Regions from separate parts of the Sus scrofa genome. Here region 1 is linked to region 2. A link is a contact called in public promoter capture Hi-C data. All regions are on one chromosome and are shown on one strand. Each heading gives the region's core, a stretch centred on a gene start, on an enhancer-like site or on the middle of the called end of the contact. The rest is flanking DNA. Distances are from core to core; before and after follow the strand shown.

Region 1 (2,741 bases), core at 226-2,725, 610 kb before region 2:
TTCTAGGGCAAAAGTATCATACCATGCCAAGTGGAAATGTATGTTCAGTGGAGGAGGCCAGGATTAAAATGCCACAGAGTTTCTAGAGCCAGACAATATCCGAATCTATCGGAGGCAGACCAGAACAGCAAATGTTGCCTAACACCAAGGGCAGTCACAATATAGTACCTCCTAGTAATGCTGCATCAGTTACCTGGTTGTAAAGTGCAAGCCTAAAGCCAAAAATGTGGTTCAAAATAGAATAGGAGGATTCTCTAACTTCTGATTTAACTGCTCGAGGTTCTGTTATCAATTAATTAGGTAACTTCACCAAGGACAGTTAAGAAAATCAGGCAACCGCCAAGTTGCTTCCTATTCCTCTTGACTTCTTACTGGATAATTTTTATCAAGTGAGCTTAAGCACACATTTTCCAGTCACTCAGTTATTCAGCAAAATGTCCTAAGCTACTTAACTGATGCAAAGCAAACACATTAAAAAAAAAAAAAAGGCAATACCTGGTTGTGATGCTTTCCATTTAAAGGGATACTTCCCTTGCACCACCACTGCACCAATGCCTAGTCTGTTGCATAAAACAAACACATAAAAGGTTGACACTGAAATATCCTGATCACCTGATCTTAAAGAGTCTGGATTAATCATATAAGACGAATCAGTGAAATGAAGGATTTGATGTTTCAGCAACTGGGTTTTAACCCCCTACCTCCTTTAAATGTTGAAACAGGTCTCCTTTGGGGGGGATGGGAGGTGGAGAAGTGCATTAAATTTTGTGGAACCCAGGTTTTGTAAGGATATTGACCAATTAAACGCTTGCAATTACATTCGAATTTCACTGCATCTCCTGCTTTAAAGGAACAGCTTTATTCTTGAGGGAGCCCACCTAACCATTTTTATGTTCAGCCATCTGCAGAGAGTAGTGGCAATGCTTTTTCCTTTCTGAAGCTAGAGTAGAAGCTTTATTTCACTGCAAGTTCTCGGTGACATTTTGCACTCTCTTGATTTAATGATCCAAAGAGGATCTTTAACTCTTGGTCTACACCAGTGCAAATAAAGGTTAAATCTCTCACTAACCATCATGAACTAACCTAATAACTCACCAGAGGCTATGGAAAAAGAAACCGAGAAAGCAGGTGTGCAGACTTGATTAAAACGTGCAAAACCCGCACAACCGCAGGCAAAGGTATCATAGCCTCACATCTCCCTAGTACCGGCTGCGAGGTCCGCAAGCAGGGGAACTCCTACTGCGCCAAAAACACGGTCCTGTGAGCGGGGCCTAGTAACACAGGGGCTTTTCTTCCAAACGGTGTCCCGACCCGAGCTTGCGCTGAATGTCGGGGCTCCTATTGGCCACACGCCGTGGGGGAGGAGGAGACTGGCGGGGAGAGAGACGGGGGGAGGGAGCGGGGGCAAGGCCTTTCCCTGCCCCCTCCGGGCCCCCTCTGCAGGCAGCCCCGGCGCCCCGTGCGTGGTTACTATGCAAATTGCAGCGATTGCGGAAATAAACAAGCGGGTAGTGAGAGGAGAGAGGGACTGCGAACCGATTGCAACTTCGGCAAAGTCTCGTAGAATCCAAAGCACACAAGGCAAAACCAGAGAGAATCTGAGAACCAGCCAGCCCGGGTTGGATCGCTTTCAAAAGAGGAGAGACAGTGAGAGAGGCAGAGAGCGCGCATTGCAATTGCAGAAGCCTCCTGATTTGGAGAAAAAAAAAAAAAAAATCTCCAAGAAGCCTGCAATTGGCCAACAGCTTAAAAAAAAATCTCTTCCGGGTTTTCAACGGTTCCAAGTTTATTAAGATATCTTTTTAATGCAAAAAAAAAAAAAAAGGGGGACAACAAATGAAGCAATTCGTCTGAACATTTTAAAGTTTCTCACGTACTCTTTTTACATTGCAATGGTACGTGGTACATCTTAAACTTTCTATTTTGCGTTTATACGATATGCGTTTTATAAACAACAATAATGGTAGAATGGTTTTGTTAATGGCTAAGACTTAAAATTTTCTCTAGCTTGCATATGCACTGACGTGATTGCTGGGTAAATGTCTATTGTGATGGTTTTGTTTTAAAGATGTAGCTTTGTGGATGGCTTTTATTTATTTATTTTGCTATGTGCATTAGGGACTGGGTTTCCTTTTTTTTTTCTTCCTGAGATTTGAAAAAAATTGCTGAGCTTGACAGATTTTTTTTTCTCCTCCAAGTGCTTGCTCGGTTCCAGAAAGGGGAGGGGGGGGAATCCTGTACGTGCTCGGTTCTGTAAAAAGACGTCTGGCCTCAGCAGTCAACCTAACCCGAAAAGAAATGTCTGGACCGGAGAGTAATTGACGATTCGATCCTCTAATCAATGGGACAACCTGGGAGATTGACTAGAGCTTTATCCAATCATGAGGAAGCTTGGGTGTACACTGGCTCGCAGTAGCCAGAGGGGGCGGGGCAGACAAGATCTGAAGTTCTCTGCGGCTCTGAAGGGGATGGTGTGGTTCAAGCTGTCAAAGCTACAGGCTCTTCCGGATTTAGCAAGCATAATAGGAAAGAGTTTTCGAGTTTCAGAAAAGAAAACCTAATTGGTGTAGTTTTGTTTTGTTTGCGTAAATCGTATGCCTTCTTCCATTGCCTTTTGGGAAAAGTTTTTTATTTTTTTTAAATTCTTCTACAGAAATGTTTAACTTTGCATGAATTATTATTTGTAAGTTCAGGAATGTTGTTAAGGGTTGTGGAAGGTGAGATTCAGCTTTTAAAAGTAT
Region 2 (3,041 bases), core at 453-2,952:
TGTGGTGTAGATTGCAGATGCAGCTTGTATCTGGTGTGGCTGTGGGGTAGACCAGCAGCTGTAGCTCAGATTAAACCCCTAACCTGGGAACCTCCATATGCCATGGGTGTGGCCCTAAAAAGCAAAAACAATAAAAAATTTTAAAAAAATAAAAAAAATATGTTTCTGGAAGTCTTACCATAAGCTGTGTAGTTTGTACAGTTAACTGGTTCTTGTGTAGCCTCATTTATTTTTGGATCTTTACAAATATATGTAGAAAAGTTAAGGAAATATGAACCACATTCCAATATAAAACAATATTATCCAGTCTTTAACTTATACATTTATGTTTATATTTACATGTAAATAGAGGATGTTAGTTTGTCCAAGTCAACAGGTACGGGCACAGATATATTTTCGGTGTCACTAAATAAGACCTGAACATGAATTTATTATAGGAAAAGTATACTAACATCTGTTAAAACTCTAGCAGAGGGTGCTATCTTTAAAGAACATCGGTCAGTGTTTATGTACAAAGCACAAAGAAAAAATTAAAATAAAAATTGTCACCAAATTATTAAGAGAATTTTAGGTTAAAAAAAATCAGTTTCTAGAGATCTGACTGAAAACTGAAGAACAGATCTACCTAATTCCTCTCTTTATCAAAGCTAAAAATAAACTGATGAACAGCCTCAGTTTCTCATCAGTAAATAAACAGCTTACACATATAGCCCCTACTCCTGTGTTCCAGGCATTGTTCTAAGTGACTTACCTTCTACCTGTACCAGTTTATCAAAACAAACCTTTAGGTTGGTACCACTGTTATCTACATTCTTACTCATGAGAAAACAGAGTTCAAATAACTTGTCCACGGTTACAAAGTGGAGCAGGAATTTGCCCCATGACAGTGAGAGCAGAAATAAACTGATTAACAGACCTACCTAACTCCTCTCTTTATCAGAGCTAAAAATAAACTGATGAACAGATCTACCTAACTGATGAACTGCCTCAGTTTCTCATGGAGATTTAGAGGATATAAGATAGTAAGTGTAAAGTTAATGATAAATGGGTAGCATACATTGGCTATATCGTTATTAACTACTGTGTTTCCCTCTAAGTGGGCAAATTTCCGCGGTAGGGTCTATCAATCATTTAATTTAATACTAGTGCCTAGAAACAGGACCCTACATACTTCAGCATTTATGTGTTTACTGAACAAACAAACTCACCGGGAAGGAAGGAGGGAGGAAGGAAAGGAAAGAAGAAAGGTGGATAAGAAGGGGAAGCGCCAAGGAACAGTAAAATCCCAAGGAACTCACAGGATGGCCTCTGTCCGTCCCACCCCCACATCTCTCTTCACCCCCCGCCCCCGCGAGGTCCCGAGGTCATTAGAGGACACAGGTCACCGTTCCCTTCAGTCCAATCCTAGCCGGTATTGAGGTCCACAACCCACTCTCAACCCGAAATCTACCTTGCCCCCACTGGGGGCTCCTCATAGAGGATATTGTCCCACTTTGAGGTCCTCGCACTTAAGTGGCTCCTCGCTGCCGCCGGCGGCAGCTCCCCAAGGTCCAGTGGTGGCTGATATGAACCACAGGACACCGAGGAACCGGGCGGCCACTGTGTCGGGAGCAGCCGGCCTGGAGGGCCAGGCGGCCGCCATGCTGAGCACCGGGGCGTCCCCCACAACTTCCGGTTCCGCCCTCGCCCGGGAGCCGGGCGGAGTCGGACCATGGGAGGGAGGCTCTTAAAGGGACCCTGCAAGGGCTGGAGTAGAGCCTCCCTCTAGGCCTGCAGAATCAGCTCGAAGAGATTTGATTGGTCTTTCAAAGCCCGAGGAAAAAAGCTGGCTTGGAAAATCCGCTGCCCTCCATCTGCAGAAGTGCCAGCGGCGCCCGGAGATTTGATAAACATCTTACAAACATTATCTCCATTAGTCTAGTAGGATTTGGGTTGACAGATAACGAACCAGTCTCAGAGACGCTGAAAAGCATGTTGACCTTAGTTACTGAGTTAGAACAGAATTGACGTTTCCCCGATTTCAGACTCTGTGCTCTCAGGATATAATGGCCTGGCCTTTTTCTTAGAGGAGGAGCTTTTACGAATAGATCTTGAGGACGCTGTATCACAAAGATAAGCACTGCACCTTTATCTTTATCAGTAAAAGTGAAGTGAAGGAAAGGGCCTAAAAACAAGAGGAGACAAAGAGTTTAAGCCAAGTGAAAAGTTGGAGGGTTTTTTCCTCCATCTCTTCTCTGGAGGTATCTTCTATACCAAACAAAATGTGTACTTTTTTAGTGAAAATTTAATCTTTTTTCGCTAATATAAAAATACTGCGTTTGGTGCCTCTTCGCCACCGTGGGACTAAGTACTAATTGTGTTGTGTGGTGGTTCCAAATTTTCGGGAGCATTAGTATCACCTGGAGTATTTGTTGAAACGCAGAAGGTTGAGCCCGCCTCATTTTCTGATTCTGAAGATGTAGAATGGGTAGGATAATTTGCGTTTCTAATTAATTGCCTAGCTATGCTGATATTGCTGGTCTAGAGACCACACTTTGACAACCTTGAGATAACAGGAGGCGTATCGCTTTTGAATGAGAAGATATGAAACTATTTGCAATAATAACTTAGTATTGTAACTACATTTAAACACTTTCTTGGGAGCTCCTGTTGTGGCTCAGCTGTAACGAACTTGACTGGGATTCATGAGGAAGTGGGTTCAATCCCTGGCCTCACTCAGTGGGTTAAGAATCCGGCATTGCCTTGACCTGTGGTGTAGGTGGAAGACACAACTCAGATTCAGCATTGTTGTGCCGTAGGTTAGCAGCTACAGCTTCAATTCCACCCCTAGCCTGGGAACCTCCATGTGCCACAGGTGTGGCCCTAAAATGACAAAAAAAAATTTTTTTTTTCTTAAACCAATTTTGCAACATTAACTGTGCTATTTTAAAAATTAAAACGTTTATACTTAAAGATTTAAGGGTAAATTTAGTGGTTCAATTTTGCGGGGGGTCTTTTTTCTTTTTTTTTTTTTTTTTTTGTCTTTTTAGGGCCGCACCAGA

What was found. Promoter capture Hi-C pulls out the DNA fragments that hold promoters and counts their contacts.
Region 1: a promoter capture Hi-C map of liver shows a contact between it and region 2, with 4 times the contacts expected there. The contact joins the promoter of NFIA here to the promoter of TM2D1 in region 2. A contact is called at or near these places in 2 of 5 promoter capture datasets (fetal liver and liver), 2 of 47 Hi-C or Micro-C datasets (liver and skeletal muscle) and 1 of 2 datasets of contacts at active chromatin or transcription factors (skeletal muscle).

Annotation. Positions count from the first base shown.
Region 1 is chr6:151,228,507-151,231,247 of Sscrofa11.1, reverse strand. It overlaps NFIA (nuclear factor 1 A-type), which reads left to right and starts at 1,475. Exons shown (of 11, transcript XM_021097780.1): 1 at 1,475-1,895. The coding sequence starts at 1,806.
Region 2 is chr6:150,613,972-150,617,012 of Sscrofa11.1, reverse strand. It overlaps TM2D1 (TM2 domain-containing protein 1), which reads right to left and starts at 1,702. Exons shown (of 7, transcript XM_013988894.2): 1 at 1,485-1,702; 2 at 179-252. The coding sequence starts at 1,642.